2 separate regions of the Hordeum vulgare genome follow, and region 1 is linked to region 2. Evidence: chromatin contacts called from public Hi-C data. All regions are on one chromosome and are shown on one strand. The core of a region is the stretch at or near the end of the contact, and the rest is flanking DNA. Distances in the headings are between cores, read along the strand shown. Region 1 holds the start of LOC123398985 (queuine tRNA-ribosyltransferase catalytic subunit 1-like). Region 2 holds the start of LOC123398976 (isoamylase 3, chloroplastic).

Evidence for each region. A called contact is a pair of places that touch in the nucleus more often than the background predicts.
Region 1: a Hi-C map of leaf shows a contact between it and region 2, with 5 times the contacts expected there. The contact joins the promoter of LOC123398985 here to the promoter of LOC123398976 in region 2. A contact is called at or near these places in 2 of 6 Hi-C or Micro-C datasets (leaf and seedling).

Annotation. Positions count from the first base shown.
Region 1 is chr5H:468,604,588-468,608,984 of MorexV3_pseudomolecules_assembly, reverse strand. LOC123398985 (queuine tRNA-ribosyltransferase catalytic subunit 1-like) reads right to left here and starts at 2,583. Exons shown (of 16, transcript XM_045093425.1): 1 at 2,438-2,583; 2 at 2,255-2,307; 3 at 1,317-1,410; 4 at 680-858; 5 at 149-199. The coding sequence starts at 2,272.
Region 2 is chr5H:468,400,722-468,404,800 of MorexV3_pseudomolecules_assembly, reverse strand. It overlaps LOC123398976 (isoamylase 3, chloroplastic), which reads left to right and starts at 2,062. Exons shown (of 24, transcript XM_045093411.1): 1 at 2,062-2,386; 2 at 2,504-2,561; 3 at 2,664-2,738; 4 at 3,003-3,160; 5 at 3,512-3,605. The coding sequence starts at 2,283.

The DNA of each region.
Region 1 (4,397 bases), core at 1,334-3,833, 200 kb before region 2:
CTAATTATTTTGTTACTCTATGATAACAAACATGAGCATCATTTGTACGAATCAAAAATTAAAAACAATGGCATACCCTAATATATTAGTAATTTAATCTGACTAAAGGGTACAATAGTATTAGATAGTAGGTAGATGTAAAGTGTACCTGAAAAGTAACTCCTTCCTCAGTAATGTCAGCCAAATGCAGCAAAGAGACCTAAAACCATGTTGACAAATTAGTAATATTTCAGAAGCAGACCTAAAAGGGGCATGAAGATAAATAAGTGAACATGTCAATGGTAATCTTCCAACAAGCACCAGCTTTCCTCTTTTGAATAGATATTTGACTGGAACCGGTGCTAATGTAAATATCACAGATGGAGCTCAGCATGCAATTTAATATCTAGTAAACAACTACATGTTTCAAATTTTGCTCGAAAGTGGAGCCACTTGATGTGCAGAGCCTAACTAATTGCTAGTAGAACCAAACAGAAATATTAGCCATCGCATATCATTAGGCAACTGGCAGAAATCAACAATTATCACACACGATTTAAACTAGGGCACAGGAAGATTCATTTACAATGGAAATGACATATTTTATTTAGTATTGACTTGGCTGAGTTAGTTTTGCGTGTTCAAATGGTGAACTACAAAACTTAATGTGAAAGGTAGGATGATAATGATTTGGAGCAACCATTTGGAAACCACCAGAGTCAGTCAGCAATGCCCTTTTCCAATTCATAAACTTGTGAAGGCCACCCAAGTCATCAATAAGTCGAGAGCCAGGACGAAGTTCAAGATGGTAGGTATTTCCAAGTATAATCTGACAACCTATAGCCTCTAACTGGTCTGTAGCCAAGCCTTTTATTGTACCTGAGCAAAGAAAAAAAAACATAGGAATGACACAAGAACGACTGTGAGATGCAAGAATCGCACACATCATCGGGCAAAGTTGAGTCACATCCAAAATCTCTTAATCACGGTATGAAACTGAACTAGTTTAATCAGAAAGAAGTACACCCAAACTGGGTTAACCGAGAATAGTAACTCATTGTTGAAGTCAATATTTGCTTTAATGATGAAGATTGGAGAGTGAAGACATGCAAACTAAGAAATTTGAATTTTCCATGGATAAGACAATGCTAGAACATTATTCATCAGCACAGTACAGGTATAAATCCGACATTATCCATTCAAGTCGCCTCTAATTACTTGCATGAACTCAGTTATACAAAAATACAGCAAGTTCATATTTTACACAAGAAAAGGCTCCATTTCAGACTGAACTAGCATATGGCAGAGAAATGGTACGAGATCCAGAAATATAATACCTTGGGTTCCAACAGGCATAAAAAGTGGCGTTTGACAAGTAAAGTGCGGCAGAGTTAACCGAGCAGCTCGAGCGCGATTAAATCTTCCTAAGACCTGAAAGCACAAAACAAGATAATTTTCACTCCAGATTCATCTTTATGGTCAATGTTTCATCATTAAGGTCTACTATTCAAAACTCGATGTTCCCAATTGCTAGAACTTAGGTTCAACCAGCCAGCTTCCATCATTTTGTCCAATAGAGGTGATGAGGTTTGACAGTAGCAGCAATATGAGCTGTCAGTGGTACCACTACCACTGCACCGTCTATCTGTATCATTCTGAGAGCATGTACCACGTGGAGCCACTTTTCAAACTATTTCCCTTATTCTTTTTCGTATTATATGGAGGTATGGACCACTATAGGCCTATCGCATATCCTCTGAAGAGTAGTAAAGAAAGAAAACATGAAGATTTTACCTTAAGAGAGGCACCAAATACAGTATACCAGGTAAAGACAATATGTAGGGAACTCTGAAAAACACGTGCCTAAGGCAGTAGGTGCATTAACTGTGAAGCACTGGTCAGCAGTAGCACTACTGCACTAGTAGTCAACAGTGATTCCATGTTAAAACAAAACAGTATTAGCCTAATTGGGAGTCTGTGGTTGCAGAAAATCATCTGAGACACTACATTTATTATTAGAACCCAACATTGCATCACATCCAAACGTCATAGTATTAATTTATCAGCTACAGTACGGAAGCAGTACGATCTTATCTATTTCGTCACCACTAACTTCTTCAGCTAAACTCCAATTTGCACAGTCCGAACAAAGAAACCGCCGGGGCTGCTCATCTCAGGAATCGAAGGGCATGGACCAAACTACAGAATATGAAAAATGTCGAACCGAAAGCTAAGCACGTGTTGTTATTATCCATTAATTAAAACTTGGACGAACCTCGAACCGGAGCGCCATGGAGGGAGGAGGGTCTCGAACCACTGAGCCGGAACCTGCGCGCCAGCGTTTCCAGTTAGCTCAGGAGACGAACTCGAAGGCGCGAATAGCAGAGGGGGGTGCTTCTCTTTTGGCGCGAAACAGAGCGTCAGGCGCGAACCGGCGGAGGAGTGCGGCAAAACTAACCTGAGCTGAGACGTTGGGGCGGTAGGGCTTGTTGCAGAGGCGGCTGCTCTCGCCGGCGGCGGGGGGGAGGAAGCCCTAGACTGCCTCGGCTCCTTCCAAATGGAAAGGGAAGACTCCGTGGCGGCGGCCGGCGGAAGCCTAGAACTCGTTTAAAAAAGAGGACGGGATTTTGCACGGAGCACCCTGTCGTTCTCGCCGCCGTGTCGCCCGTTCTCCATTACAGCGGTCCAAGGCCTTCGGGCATCGGCCATGGCCAATATTACTACTCAGCCCATGACTATGCTTTTGGGCTTTAACCGTCGCAGCCCAAGGTTGTCTCCCGTTGCAGCCCATGATGGATCATGTCATATCAAACCGAGCCACTTTTCACCGGGAGGTCCTATACGCCGCTCGCTGCGGCAAGCAGTCGGCCTCCCGCACAGGAGTTCCCCTACTGGAAGTAGAAGTGCAGCCGCGATCTACTGGGCCGGCATCACAGACACATTTCATATTTATTGTAGCATACAACTATTTCAATTGTTTGAGCACATTTTAGAAAACACGAACATTTTTTTGGAAAATTTCAGATTTAGAAGTAGTTTTTGTTGAAGTAATCCAAACATGTTTATTGAAAGTTTGGTAAGTGCTAGTGTCTCATGAAAATATATGTAATAGTTTTTATGCAAAGTTGATTCCGTATTAGGATAGTTGTAGCGGAGTCGGTTCATGTGTTCAAGTTTGGTAGTACTAGTTTTATGTTAGTAGGATTAGCTTAATTGAGTTCAGTGTAGCCGGTAATTAAGAAAGTGTGTGTCTGTGTATGACTTGCATGCCATGAGTACCGAGTCATGTTCCGAATAGTATTTAGCGTGTCCGTGCGGTAATAGGACAACTGCCGGACTATTTGGCGTGTATGTGCGGTAATAGGACAACTGTCGGGTTTGTTAGCTATACAAGCTTTGGTCCTATATATACACATTCATATACGTTGTAAGATTGCATCAGAAAAACGAGAAAAGCAATAAAGAGATATTTACGAGGCACGACACGTGCCTCTGGCCATCTTTGTGTTACTGTGTTCGCGTGCGTGTGTTCTGGTCCCGGTGTTTGGGTGAGTGCCGGTGAGATATCGAATGCTCAGATAGTTCGTATACGTCGAGCCGAGTTGCGCGTATATGACTAGTCGAGCTGCAGGATGATCGTGTGTTCGATCCTGAGGGCGAAAAGCCAACAATTGGTATCTAGAGCAAGGTGTGGAAGCTTCGCCGTCAAGTTGTGTCACGGTGGAGTTGTCGTCACCGTCAAGTTGTGTCACGGACAACGGAAAATCGAAGAAGAGAATCATGTCGACTTCAAAGGCGAGTGGTGGTGGTGTGACCACCCAGTACCCCATGCTTGATGATGACAATTATGGGGTGTGGGCCGCGAAGATGAAAATCTTCATGCGTGCGCGTGGAGTTTGGGCAGCGGTGGAAGGTGACGGCGCGGTCGAAGAGACAAAGGACCAAGAGGCTTTCGCCGCCATAATTCAAGGTGTGTCTGATGGTGTTTTCATGTCCATATCGGAGAAAGAGACGGCAAAGGAAGCTTGGCAAGCGCTCAAGGAGATGCATGCTGGAGATGGTCGTGTCAAGAAGGCACGTGTTCAAGCTCTAAGGAGGGAGTTCGAGAGGATGAGTATGAAGGCGTCAGAAGGGGTTGGTGAATTTGCGTTAAAACTAACCTCCCTGGTTAATGAGATGCGAGCTCTCGGATCAAAGATGGAGGACGTCACGGTTGTGGAGAAATTACTACGAGCCGTTCCGGACAAATTTTTACCGATCGTTGGCACCATAGAGCAGTGGGGCGATGTGACGAAGATGTCGGTGATGGAGGTGATCGGGCGGATAAAGACCTATGAATTGACGTTGAAAGGACGGGAACGCGACCAAGAAAAGGAGCGGTTAATGTTCTCGCGCAATAAGGAGAAAGATAAGCAGAA
Region 2 (4,079 bases), core at 813-3,312:
GCCACAGTGTGTGTCGAGGATCTGGGACAATGCATCCAAGCGTTTGCGATAGTCATTGCAGAGCATGTGCTCGTTGATGAGGCCGAGAGAGGCACAATGCCATATGGGGCGCCACCATCGAGAGAGTATGGTTGCGCAACTGTACCCCTCAAATGACCCCTCATACGTCCGCGAACGCGTCCGGTTAGTGACCGAACAGGAGAGAGAAGGAAAAAGTGACCCAACCAGACCCCTCATATAGTCCCTATATGTCCGGGTTGTCCGTGAACCCTCATATCCATCTTAAATATGAGAAGGATATGAGGCCTCGCGGACGCGCCTGGGCGCGCTCGGTCAGTCCGCCACATAGGACGCAACCCCGCCCTAGACCATCCTTTTCTTTTCTTTATTCATTCTTTTCTTTCTCTCTCTTCCTCTTCACCAATAACGTGGAAGTGACCGGACATATGAGGAAGAAAATGAGGAGTGTGAATACACGGGAGGACAAATAGAGACGTCCGGTCACTAACCAGGCGCGTCCGCGGACGTTTCAGGGCCCAAATTTGCAAATCATGGATGAAGATGCTCTTAAAGCTAGTTTCCCACCTGATCTGTTTGTGAATCCGACCGTTTCTCATCGGTTCTGTTTGGATAAATGGGTTAGAGTTAGTTTGGGTTAGCTTAGGCTTAACTAACCAAAAACATCCAAACAAGAGGGTAAGTTTTGGTTAGATGCATCTAACCCACCAAAAAAAAACTCCATGGCGAGGTGTTTATTTGGGTTAGAGTTAGGTGAGGTCGAAAAAAAATCACTTTTCCCTCCGCCTCCACCGCACCAGATCCCTTCGACCCATCCACATCCCCTCCCGTAGCCACAACCATAGCCGCCCCCCGAGCGGGAGGAGGCCACACAAGGGGCGGCCACACCAAATCCGGCAGGAAATACGGTCCAAAGTAACCAAATGATTGAAAAATAGTATTTATTATCAATCTAACCCTGACATCCAAACACCTCTCTGGTTAGAGTTAGTTCAGTATTAGGCTGCCCGTAATAGGAGTATCATAGGTAGTATCATGCATGCCAACTAAGCAATTTCGATGAGGTGACATAGAATTAAATGAAGAAAGAGAGGATTGAGTATCATATTATGATACCGTATCATATTAAATGATGTGCTATTACGTGTCTTGCATTACAACCAGAGATTGTAATGGGTAGTATCATATGTTAGTATCATGCATATGATACTAGTGGATGATACCACATCCGTAATGCATAGCATCATATGTTAGTATCATAGGATAATTCATTTATTGTCATGCAAGACACATACTAGTAGCACATCATTTAATATGATACGGTATCATCATATCATGATATGATACTCAACCCTCTTTTTTTTATTTAATTTTATACCACCTCATCAAAATTGCTTAGTTGGCATGCATGATACTAGCTATGGTACTCCCATTACGACCAACCTTATAATCTGAGGGGGTGTTTCTTTCCAGGGACTTTTTGGTGTATAGACTAAAAAAAGTCCCTTTTAGTCCCATGTGAAAGAAACACGAGGGACTTTTAGGGACTAAAATGGGGTATTTGGGACTAAATGAAGAAGTCCCTATGGGAGGGACTTTTTGGGACTTTTTTGGCACTTTTTCCAACAGTGCCCCTACTTTTAGCATGTCATTTAATAACTTCTAGTATATTACTACGGGTAACATATTTTTTTTCATGTCATTTAATGACCTTTAGTCCATGTTTAATTTTTAGAAAAAAAACAGGTAGGGACTAGAGACTTTTTAGTTGGGACTAAAAAAAGTCCTAAGACTTTTTAAAGAAACATGGCCTAACTCTAACGTTTAACTCAGTCAGAGTACAAACAGTGCTATCATTCACCGGTAACTGTTTCTTTTTTAGAGGACACCACTAGTAACTGTTGTAAGAAGAAAAAAAACTGTTCTACAGAAAGCGCATGACGACACGACACCACACGTCGGGCCGGATGCCCGGAAGCGAGGTCGTCCGTCCACTTCCCTATCCGCCGCGCCCGCCCCGCGCATGCGACACCACGTGTCCACCCCCCATCCCCGTCGCCCCATTCCCCCGCGCGCCCTCCCCGAGGTGAGATCACCGCCGCATCCTCCTCCTCCTCCCGCTCCGACTTGCGCTCCCCATCGCCACTCCACTCCGTCGACCTCGAGAGCCGCCCCATGACCGCGTCCACGGGCCCCTATAACTAGCCCCGGTCCCGGGTCAAACCCCTCCCGCCACCCGTCCCAGCACCACCCCCCTCATTTGGATGGATTCGGCGGCCTCTACAAATCGCTCCCCGCTGCGCCCCGCCGCCGCCGCCACCGCCACCGCCACCGCACGCCGAAGCAGCAGCTCCGCGCTTCCGAACCGGTGCGTGTTTCCCCCTCTCTTCGCGCGACCTCGTTTCGCCGCGCTGCATTCTGTCGTTTTCGTGCCGTTCAATCTGCCGCTCTGAATGATGCATGTGTAATGTGGTTGGTTGTGCAGTGTGGCGGCGAGCAGGCTTGGGGTCGCGCCCGGGTGCGGAGGAGGGCATTTCGGAAAGGCAGGTGTCTCGATTTTTGTACTACTTTTTTTTTTCGCGGGGTGCATCCATATATCCGTTCTAATTGGTGGATTGATCCGAGCGGATTTTGTCGTGGTGCAGGCACAGCGATTTGGGTCCGTGCGGACTACCACGGCGAGAGCTCAGGCTGGTAATGCTGGGAGAATCGCGACCGAGGTATCGCACCGTGCTCAAGTGTTCATCCCATGCATGGTTGTATCGTACTGTATCCATTTAGCTGCCGGTGTACTGAATTGTTTGTTTGATATACATTCGTGGTAATTTGACATGTCATGAGTTATTGTCCTGGTGAAACTTTCCGCTAAGCGAATATGTTTGAATTCAAGTATTCATTAACTGTATGATGCTGAATATCCTTATTCCCCGTTCTGTATCATGTACTTTTTGCTAAAGTGTATGTTCATTCTGTAACATCGCCAGGAAAAGGAAAGCGCAATGGCAGGCACCGAAATGCCCTTGAAATATTCTTCCGGCAAAGCATCCCCTCTAGGAGTGTCGCAGGTTGAAAGTGGTATCAACTTCGCGATTTTCTCTCAACATGCTTCTTCTGTCACTCTCTGCATCAAGCTTGCTGAGAGGTACAGACAATCTTTCCTAAATTGTGTGGTTTTGTTGCTTTCAGTGTCATTTAAGTGAACTGTTTTTGCCTTTTAGGCTAGAACTCATGAATCCTGGTTTCCCACAAAACAAGTTGTTCACAAAGCCAAAACACATCACTTTGATCAACTGTTTGTGTGTGTTGCAGATCGAATGCACAAAACAATGTTTATTTGGTTCCCAGGTTGCCATTTTATTAGTTGATCTGGGCTGTTGGCCTGGTTGGAATAACCTTTTGCAGATCAGCGTTGTACTTTAGCTTGTTCATCTTGCATTCTCTTTCCAACGGAATATGATTTTCTCATTGTCTGACATACTTGATTGCCCTTCAGAGGAACCAAGGATGAAGAAAGTGAAAAACTTGTGGAGTTTGCTTTAGATTGCCAGAAGAACAAAACTGGAGATATATGGCATGTGTTGGTGGAGGTATTGTTATGAAGCTTTCATGTTATCTGTACCTTCGAAGATAAGGCATTATTCTTTTCAATATTGACAACTTGGTGTGGCTGACATTTATGGAAGAAGAATCCCATCATTCGCCTCATGTGTATCTGTATTACATATTCTTCAAAACAAGATTCAATTTTATGAGAATCATATATTTTGAAAACACTGATCTTATCATGTCAACTCATTCATAAAAAGAAAAAAAATGCACTGCTGAGTAGTGCAGGCTCATAACTTTGGCTATCTCACTGAGTAACAAGATTTAATTTTATGAGAATCATATGCTTTGAAAGCACTGATCTTATCACGTCAACTCATTCATAAAAAGAAAAAAAAATGCACTGCTGAGTAGTGCAGGCTCATAACTTTGGCTATCTCACTGTGTCACTTCTAGCATGTTTCAGTTTACTGCAAGGGTTTTTGTGGTTTCTGGGTGAAATAGAGGAGAAAACC